Linked DNA regions of Mus musculus: region 1 is linked to region 2. The links are chromatin contacts, called in public promoter capture Hi-C maps. All regions are on one chromosome and are shown on one strand. Each heading gives the region's core, a stretch centred on a gene start, on an enhancer-like site or on the middle of the called end of the contact. The rest is flanking DNA. Distances are from core to core; before and after follow the strand shown. Region 1 holds the start of Trim39 (tripartite motif-containing 39). Region 2 holds the start of 2410017I17Rik (RIKEN cDNA 2410017I17 gene).

Evidence for each region. Capture Hi-C pulls out chosen DNA fragments and counts their contacts.
Region 1: a promoter capture Hi-C map of adipose tissue shows a contact between it and region 2. The contact joins the promoter of Trim39 here to the promoter of 2410017I17Rik in region 2. A contact is called at or near these places in 2 of 39 promoter capture datasets (embryonic stem cells and macrophages), 1 of 484 Hi-C or Micro-C datasets (embryonic stem cells), 2 of 115 datasets of contacts at active chromatin or transcription factors (bone marrow-derived macrophages and embryonic stem cells) and 3 of 9 other capture datasets (adipose tissue, liver and macrophages).

Annotation. Positions count from the first base shown.
Region 1 is chr17:36,267,874-36,272,686 of GRCm38.p6, reverse strand. Trim39 (tripartite motif-containing 39) reads left to right here and starts at 1,254. Exons shown (of 7, transcript NM_178281.1): 1 at 1,254-1,350; 2 at 3,621-4,078. The coding sequence starts at 3,626.
Region 2 is chr17:36,142,895-36,148,336 of GRCm38.p6, reverse strand. It overlaps 2410017I17Rik (RIKEN cDNA 2410017I17 gene), which reads right to left and starts at 3,319. Exons shown (of 4, transcript NR_033517.1): 1 at 3,135-3,319. It overlaps Gm10499 (predicted gene 10499), which reads left to right and starts at 2,388. Exons shown (of 8, transcript NM_001370818.1): 1 at 2,388-2,477; 2 at 2,680-2,949; 3 at 3,150-3,425; 4 at 4,910-5,185; 5 at 5,313-5,341. The coding sequence starts at 2,414. It also overlaps a transcript of Gm8909 not described here.

The DNA of each region.
Region 1 (4,813 bases), core at 5-2,504, 130 kb before region 2:
GATTTGGTCCTCCTGGCATCCTAGATGCAGGGGCAGCAAAGCACCGAACTAGACCGGTTTTCTACACTCCAGCTCCAGCCAGGGAAAGCGTTTCGCTAATGTCAGCTGTGGTGGCTACTCCTGGTGGTCAACTTGACTATCTGGAAGGAATTACAACCCAGAATTGGAGGGCTCACCTGTGATCCAGATCTTGAGGCTGGAAGACACAAGTTTCTGACCTGGATCTTGACATGGAGATCTTGAGGTACAGTGGCCATTAAGTTTAGGACCAGGCAAGGCAGTACACGACTTCAATCCCAGACTGGGGCAAGGAGTTCTCTGAGTTCAAAGTCAGCCCGGGAGAAAGCAAGTCCCAAATCCAAACAAGGTGGTGCACACCTTAATCTGGGCCACGCCTTCTGCTGGAAGTCTACATAAGGACATAGGAAGAAGGAAGATTCTCTTCTTCACGGGCTTGCACTTACTTGCCAGCACATCTGTCGGAACCTACTTCTACAGAAGACCAGCTGAAAGAACTAGCCACGTGGGACTGCGCAACTACTAGATTCTTGGACTTCCCATCCACAGCTGCCCATTGTTGGGTTAGCCTGTAAGTCATCACGATTAATTATAGAGAGAGAAACATTCACTAGGTTCTGTAGCTCTAGAGAACCCCTGGCTAATACATCACCCAACCGGAGGAGGGGAAAAGACGCACCTCGGTCTGCAGCCAAGATAACTCACCTACTACAGCTTGCCGGTTAAATTGCCAAACCTCAGCCAGTCGGAAGTGACGTGCCAGCATAGACTCTCAGGTCGGCCACGTAATACACCGCCGCCTTAAACAGCAACCCTCCCCCAGAATTGACCCGGAGACCGGGAAAGTGTGGCCCAACGCCCACAACCCGTAGCCGCCCAGGCCTCTGCGGTTCCCAGCCCCACCGAGGACCAGCTTGAGCCTCTGCGGGCTCGCTGACCGCGCAGCTCTGCCAGCCCAGCCACGGCGCGCTGCCCGCCATGGGGTTCGGCGTCTCGCCACGCGCATGCGCGGCCCTCAGTCTCCGGGGGACCGCTCTGGTCACCTGGGCGCCAGCACCTCAGCCACGGGAAGCGGCGGGTTCCCTCTCGCCCGGTAAACTAGCCGCGCAGGCCCTCGCCTCCGGCTCTCCGCCCGCCACCCGCCGCGGGCCCGACTAGGCCCTGGCACGGCGGCTCGGCGCCGCGCAGCTGTCTTCCATCGCCGCAGCGCGGCTTCCGCTTCCGGCGAGTATTGTGTGTCGCGCCGCGGGGCGGGGGTGAGGGGAGGAGGAAGGAGGGAGGCAGTGCTCCGGCGGCTCCGCGCCCGGCACTCCGGGACCCGGAGCCGGGAAGGTAGGTGCTGCGCCGCCGCCACAAGGGTCCCGCAGCCGGCTCCAGCGAGCGGGCTCCTCTCGCCGCGGCCCTACGCCCGGCGAGTACGTCAGCCGGCCGGCGCGCAACCACAGCTGCCTCCGCCCGCCTCGGGCCCGGAGGACGTTTGCCGCCCCGGCGACGTCAGCGCGTCCGGCGTTGCTTGGCTACCCCGCCGTTCCCCTGTCCCGCTGCCTTTGGTCTCCCCGGGTGAAACTGACGCAGTCATCGCGGGTCTGGGCTGCGACATGGCAGCGGGCATCCCACCTTCACGTCACACCTCTCCCTCACTTAGACACGCATCCGTTCCTCCCTGCCAAGCACGACGTATGCTCCCTCACTCTGGTCCTCATGCTCCCGATATGGCTGGAGAAGATGGAGAACGGGTGGGACAGAGTTGTGGCCAGTGCTTGAAAGAGGCTCCTGAGGTGGTACCCAATAGTGATTAAAGGCAAAACGTGGACGTCTCTGACGCGATTACTTACACTGAGATCGAGTAATGGAGAGTGGGAGGAAGGATCAAGCCAGAGGAGCACAAGGCCATATTATGGCTGCCCTCTACACCACCACCACACCACCCCCAGCTCCAAATCCTCTCCGTTCTTCACTATCCTTGAGCCCGTTTCTCTCTCATACCATCTATTTGCTAATTAGATACATGCAGGTCTCTCAAGTGTGAATATGGTTCAGTTTTAGGTGAGGATGCCACTTATCTGTAGGATTGAGGAGGAGGAGGCTAAGTCACTAGTCAAAACTGGATTCTAATGGGCAGAGAAGAAAGAAATCATCCAACTGTACTTATCTGGATCAATTCTTTTCTCCATTAAAAGAGGATAAGTTACCAACTCCTACTTAAAATCCTTCCATTTGTACCACCAGTATACAGAAATAATCATTGTTGCCCCAATTCATTACATGGGCACTTTTCTGTCGATGGGTAGACCTATCAAATTTCCTTCCTTTTTGGGGGGCCCCTTTTGGGACAGAAGGAAAGTAGGGGGTTATGGGACCAGATAAATTAGCTTACTTATGTATTGACATCTTAAGAATGGAGAGCTTTGGTTGTCTCTTTCCATACACTTATTCATTTATTGAGACCAATAACTATTTATTGGTTATATTTAATTTAGGCTGGCCTCGAGTTCCTGAGGCTCCTGCCTTTGCCTCCTCGGTACATGCGCTACCTACCTAGTATTAACCATACCTGGCTAATTTCCTTCCTAATCACTGACTATCTAAGGAGTTAGTTATCAGTAGTGACGTTGAAAGACTGCAGTCACCACTGAATGTTTAGAATGTACTTGCCAGCTCTCTCTCCAAGAAGCTGCTGCCCTCAATGCACTCAATGGTGCTTCCTTAGAGCTGATATGTATTTGTTGCTTTGCAGCCATCCCAGCTGCACACAAATAGAAATGCGGTGAGTGACAGGAGCATCTTCAAGAAGAGAGCGTTCTTCCTTTGGGCTAGTTTGGGGAAAGGAAGAACCATGTCATGCTTTCCCTGAAACAGTGTGTTACTGTAGTGTAACTCATTAAGAGGAACAGCAGACAATCAAGGCTAGACTCTAAAACAATAAACTTCCTATGACGTTAGAAGAAGTAGCTTGGGGTTCTTTGAAATCGATGCAGTAATTATATATGAAGTTCTTTAAAGTAGTAATGAGTTCTAGGGCTGATAGTCAGTTTTAATAGATATGTAGATATATTATTTGTTTTACAAATCTTACTCTACAGCCCAGGCTAGCCTTATTCTTGTATTGATCCTCCTGCCTCACAGTGAGCCACCATGCCCAGCTAAAATCTTAATACTTTGGCTTATGTGACATATCTCATTTCCCATGGTTCCCTCCCTGTAGAAATAAGATCTGTGTAATTCAAGCTAACCTAGAACTCATTGTGTAGCCTACGTTGGCCTTCAGCTAATGACAGTCCCCCTACCTTGACCTCAAAAATGGCTAGGGAAATGGGTTTCAGTCGCCATATCAGGCTCCTTTTCATTGCTGGTATTGAAAAAGCAGAGGTAAAGAAATTCTGGGCACTGCTGATATTTGCTGACTCAAAATAATAATAAAATAATAATAACAGTGATGGGGAGAGGTCACACACACTGTAAATAGACCAACAGATGAAAAGGTGGAAATGGGAGAATACCAAGATGGGGCTTCATCTAGACCTATGGCTTACTGGGAGCTAATGTCAGGAAACAAAATAACCCTCCAACTAACACTTCTTTCCTCTCTCCCTGCCTCCAAGTTATAATGGCAGAGACAAGTCTGTTAGAGGCTGGAACCTCTGCAGCCTCCACAGCCGCTGCTCTGGAGAACCTGCAGGTGGAAGCAAGCTGTTCTGTATGCCTAGAGTATCTGAAGGAGCCAGTTATTATTGAATGTGGGCACAACTTCTGCAAAGCGTGCATTACCCGCTGGTGGGAAGACCTAGAGCGGGACTTCCCTTGCCCTGTCTGTCGGAAGACATCCCGATACCGGAGTCTCCGGCCTAACCGACAGCTAGGCAGTATGGTGGAAATCGCCAAGCAGCTCCAGACGGTCAAGCGGAAGATCAGAGATGAAAGCCTCTGCTCCCAGCACCACGAACCTCTTAGCCTTTTCTGCTATGAAGACCAGGAGGCTGTCTGTCTGATATGTGCAATTTCTCATACCCACCGGCCCCACACCGTCGTGCCGATGGATGATGCTACACAGGAATACAAGGTAGGCAGCCAGGCCCATGATGCTAGGGTTGGGGGTTGGGGAGGGCAGCTGAGAATATACTCTGAGTAGTCCCTTCCTGACTGTATACATCTGGTCAGTTGTCCTCCATTGAGAACAGTGAGGAGTACCCTAAAATTTCTGTAACTTACTGCAATAATATTGAGTCTTCCAAATATATCAGATTTTAAATAAATGAGTGGAACCACATGATCTGAAAAATATTTTAGAAGAACTAAAAAAGATTTTGATTTAAGCCTTTTTACTTAGGAAGTAGTTCTTTTCCCCATTTGTTGGAGGTAGCTAAAACCACTTGAGACTGATATCCAGCAAACTGTGCTGAGCCAGTCTGCATCTTCCCATAGAATGGGTAACAGCATTTAACATTTAAATCACTAGTGAGGGCACATGGTAAATATTTTACTAATAAAAATCAAAGATGGTACTGCCTAGGATTCTGCTTAACATTCTGCTTAACAAAGTCTTGAAAAATATTTAAGGTTATTTACAATCAAGATTTATTTTGTTTCTAAGTAGTTAGATTTGAATAGAGGCACGGGTTTAAAAGGGTATCAAGACAGGCGTGGTGATACAACACACTTGTAATCCCAACACTCAGATGGAGGAGGCAGAAGGATCAGAAGTTGGTTATTCGTGACTCCATGTCAGGACTGCTGGAAACCTGATCATAAAATAACAATAATAAAAGTGCAGAAGGCAGCTTCTGGCAGGAGGAAG
Region 2 (5,442 bases), core at 2,070-4,569:
AATGTAACATTTTACTATTTCTTTATGTAAAGGAAGTTGTTTTACCAAGATTTCTCTCAGTAACCAACCTGTGACTTGTGAGCTGTGCTGAATAATTGGATAGAAAAAACTGTAGAGTTCATGTAACTTCCAAAGATATGAAATGTTAAGTACGTTACAACAATCTGAAAAGTGTGCTTTCAGATCTGTGAATCATATTTATAAAGGTCAAAAGGATGTTTTTAAAGTTTTAAGGTGTATAAAATGTAAAGGTTTAAGAAAGTGACTTACAGGGGGCTGGCAAGATAGGTCAGTGGTTAAGACCACCGACTGCTTTTCTGAATGTCCTGAGTTCAAATCCCAGCAACCACATGGTGGCTCACAACCATCCCTAATGAAAACTGATGCCCTCTTCTGGAGTGTCTGAAGACAGCTACAGTGTACTTAAATATAATAAATAAATAAATCTTTTTTTTAAAGTGATTTACAGTGTATATAAAAATGAAAAATGTTTTAGATTTCTTCCCTCTCTATGCTATTGTTATATTAAGATCTAAAGAGTTCAGAGTTTTAACATTAATCACTGGCATTCTTATGAGTTATTGATCTAGCTATGATAATCAGTGATCACAAGCTCAAGATTATGAATTTCCTATGGTTGTCTCTAAGTATAGACTTAAAAGGGCTTCTCATTGAGCTATCCAATCTGTGTATGCCCTATTCATGCTTTTACCTCAAACCCCTTTTTCAGGGTCCCCAAGCTTTTACTATGACTCAAAGGCAGGAATCTGCTGCCTTTTCTACAATGACAAGTTCAGTACACATTACACAGTGGTATGTTTACATGTCTAAAATTTATCTCATTTTGTAAACTTAAAAAATTCTTTTAAGGTTCAAAGAAACTACTTGAATCCACCTCTCATGATCAAAAGGACTCCAGATAAGAACTGTCAATCAACAGCGTGTTTCATCTCCTGCCTATTCAGCTTAGTCCTAAGGGTGGGGTTATCTTCTCCTTTTCTGTGGTCTTGGGATGCCCCACCCCCAACTAATAGGTCTAAAAGTTTAGAATGTTCAGCTAAGGAAAACAATTTATTCTAACCCCCTAAACATTATCCTCTGAACCTTATATATACAGATATGCTTCAGTAAAATGCTAGCTCCAGGTGTTTCCTCAAACTCTGCATGCCAGACAGCTTCAAAGCACCTGCCCCAAATGCCCCAAGAATGCATCTGCATGCCCCAGCTGCAGATGGCCCTGCAGAGCCTGGACAGTGAGGGAACAGCATGCTTTTTTTGAACCTAGACAGCATCCAGCTTTCTTGGGTCCCCAAAGATGTTCACACCCCGCCTTTTATATCTATCTGTCTGTCTGTTTATCTATAAACTACCTACCTAACTAACTACATACATACCTACCTACCTATCCTCAGTCTCCCCAAAATCTGATTACCCTGCTCTGAGGTAAGAAAAGGTCCCTCTTTTCCTCCCCATCTCCTCCCATGCCCTGACTTTATCAGTCCCTCCGGAGGTTATATCAATCTTGTCAAGCACAGGCAGGAAGAGACAGGTCCTCAGGACTGAGGGGCAGGAATGGAGTTGGAACCCACTGTGCTCCCATTCCTTGCATTCCAATTGTTTTTCCAGGGGGCCTCTGTCCACAGGGCAGGTCCCTGGCTCAGCTCAGGGGGAGGAACTCACACATCCTCCTCCCTCATCTCTCACTGAGTGACCCTGCACCAGGGTGCTGTGCTGTTTGCATTTGTTAACTCCACACAAACTGAGACATATATAAGAAGAGGATCCTGAATTGAGAAATTGCTTCCATCCAGGACGCTTTTGGGAAAGTCTATAAGGCATTTTTAAATTATTATGAATGATCAGTATGGAAAGGCTCAGCCCACTGGAGTTGGTCTTGGGTGGTGATCACGAATTGTATAAGACAGAAGACTGAGCAAGCCATAAACTACAAAGCTATTAGCACTGATCCTCATGGTCTCTGCTTCAGTTCCTACTTAGAATCCTCTCTCAAGGTCCTGCCATGAATCTCTTCAATGATAGACTGAGATGTGGAAGTGTAAACTGAAAGAAACCCTTTCTTCCTCAAGTTGCTTTTGGTCATGGGGTCTTATCACAGCAATGGAAACCCTCACTAAGACACAGGTGCACAAGGGCCTCACTCTGCTCCCTGCAGACACCACCCTCTCCTGCAGCTCAGCTCCTGCCCCTCCCTTGCCCTGGAGCAGCACCACTTTATAGCTCCTGGGGATCTGATGCCCTCTCTGGACCCGGAGGTAGCAGGAATTATCTGGCAGGTCTCATCTCCATTGGGTGGCAGGATCCTGGGGAAGGAACCAACAGCTCCTCCGCGGGCGCTGGTTATAAAGTCCAAGCAGCCCGAGGGCCTCAAATGCCCTGTATCCCAGATGGGACAATGGCGCAGCGAATGCTGCTCCTGCTGCTGGCGGCCGCCCTGACCCTGATCGAGACCCGCGCGGGTGAGTGCGGGGTCGGGAGGGAAACGGCCTCTGCGTGGAGGGGCGGGGACGGCACTGTGGAATCCGCGTCCCCCCGTCGCTCACAAGACCCTCCGCCCTTCTACACCCGCATCCGGAGCCCGGCGCCCTGCTCCCCTCCCGGCCCGCGCAGTGGGCCGGAGTCCCGTGAGGAGGTCCGGGTCTCACCGCGCGCCGCCCCCAGGCTCACACTCGATGCGGTATTTCGAGACCGCCTTGTCCCGCCCTGGCCTCCGGGAACCCCGATTCATCTCTGTCGGCTACGTGGACGACACGCAGTTCGTGCGCTTCGACGGCGACGCGGAGAATCCGAGGTATGAGCCGCGGGCTCCATGGATGGAGCACGAGGGGCGGGAGTATTGGGAGCGGGAGACACAGATCGCCAAGCGCAATGAGCAGAGTTTCCGAGGGAGCCTGAGGACCGCGCAGCGCTACTACAACCAGAGTGAAGGCGGTGAGTGACCCTGGGTGGGAGGTCACGAGCTCGAAATGTCCCTAGACAGGGGCCGGAGATCTCCAATCCCAAGTCTAGGTTCGGGAGCAGAACCGACCCAGGACCGGTTTCCCTTTCACTTTGGAGGAGTCCGCTGGTGGACTAGGCCAGGGCGAGCGGGGGCGGTGCGGGTGAGCGGCGCTGACCTTGGGATCCCGCAGGCCTTCACACGTTCCAGCTGTTGTTCGGCTGTGACGTGGGGTCGGACGGGCGCCTCCTCCGCGGATACCTACAGTTCGCTTATGATGGCCGAGATTACATCGCCCTGAACGAAGACTTGAACACGTGGACGGCGGCGGACCTGGCAGCGCTGATCACCCGACGCAAGTGGGAGCAGGCTGGTGCTGCAGAGCATTACAAGGCCTACCTAGAGGGCGAGTGCGTGGAGTCGCTCCGCAGATACCTGCAGCTCGGGAAGGAGACGCTGCTGCGCACAGGTGCAGGGGCCGCGGGCAGCTCCTCCCTCTGCCCTCGGGCTGGGGCTCAGTCCTGGGGAAGAAGAAACCCTCAGCTGGGGTGATGCCCCTGTCCCAGAAGGGAGAGTGTGTCCCTGGGTCTCTTGATCCCTTGTCACAGTGACTGCACTGACTCTTCCAGGGCTCAGCCTTCTCCCTGGACAGTGCCCAGGCTGTCTCAGGAGGGAAGGAGAGAATTTCCCTGAGGTGACAACAGCTGCTCCCTTCAGTTCCCCTATAGCCTCTGTCAGCCATGGCCTCTCCTAGTCTGGATTCTCTGCCCACACCCACTGTCTGTGGACATGGACTCCTGTCCTGCTGAGTGTGTCAGCCCTTACACCTCAGGACCTGAAGTCGCCTTTACCTGATGGGAGACATGGACTCCCCAACACTAGGCTGGTTGCCCCAGTTTCTAGAATTTTCAAAGAATACATTCTCCCAGATCCCTCCCTGTCTGTAACACAATTCTTTCTATTCCTACAGTGGTGAATGGTCACATGAGCCCTTATGGGCTACCCTGGAGGAATATAAATACTGGAATTTCTTTTTCTTTTTTCTCTTTTCTTTTTCTTCTTTCTTTTTTCTTTCTTTCTTTATTTTTTTTTTTTGAAGGCGTTATTTTGTTTCTAGTCAGTTTTTGTCTGCACTGGAGTGATCCTGTTTCTCCCTGCCCTCCTATTATCATTTGTATCAGTCTACATTGCTAACCTGGATAATTACACAAGATAAGTCAGGGTTCTCATTAAAAGATCGATTATTGTGAGATTACACTGTTTCCTGTCAGACCTAAACATGCAGAAGCCTCCTGCTGTCTCTCTGCCCCCACAAATTACAGTGCTCCCCCTAGTGAATCAGGAATTGGACTTTCTGAGTGACAGGGTCTTCTGAAATCCAGGGCTATAGTGAGCCCTCCCTGTGGGCCCAGTGTGTTCCAGTGAGTGCTGCACTGGGGTCCACAGCTCACTCCAGGGGTCCTGTGTAACATACCTGTACCTTGTCCCCCAGAGTCAGGGGCAGGGAGTCATTTTCTCTGGCTGCACACTTTGTGATGGCTGTTCACTTGAACTGACAGTTAATGTTGGTCTGCAAGATGACCACAGTGGAAGACTCAGTGGTGGCATCCTACCAAGAGCATATGGCCCTAATATCTGATCTTGAAATGAACTCAAACACATATTAAATTACTTTTTTGCCATTCCCTCTTCCATTCTTTGACTACCTCATTTATGCTATTGAACATCACATAAGGATGACCATGTTGATGGATTCTCTCTTGGCTTCTGAGTCCCAAAAGAAAATGTGCAGTTCTGTGCTGAGAGGACCAGCTCTGCCTGCAGGTCACCAGTGCCATGACAGTTGAAGTGTCAAACAGACATATTGTTCAGTGTCTTCATTGATTTGATTGAGTCTTGTGTAGATTTCAGTTTGTCTTGTTAATCGTGTGATTTCTTAAATCTTCCACACAGATCCCCCAAAAGCCCATGTGACCCATCACCCCAGATCTGAAGGTGATGTCACCCTGAGGTGCTGGGCCCTGGGCTTCTACCCTGCTGACATCACCCTGACCTGGCAGTTGAATGGGGAGGAGCTGACCCAGGACATAGAGCTTGTGGAGACCAGGCCTGCAGGGGATGGAACCTTCCAGAAGTGGGCAGCTGTGGTGGTGCCTCTTGGGAAGGAGCAGAATTACACATGCCATGTGGAACATGAGGGGCTGCCTGAGCACCTCACCCTGAGATGGGGTAAGGAGAGTGTGGGTGCAGAGCTGGGGTCAGGGAAAGCTGGAGCCTTCTGCAGACCCTGAGCTGGTCATGGCTCAGAGCTGGGATCATAACCTTCACCTTCATTTCCTGTACCTGTCCTTCCCAGAGCCTCCTCCATCCACGGACTCCAACATGGTAATCATGGCTGTTCTTTTTTTTTTTTTTTTTTTTTATTTATTATATGTAAGTACACTGTAGCTGTCTTCAGACACTCCAGAAGAGGAAGTCAGATCTCG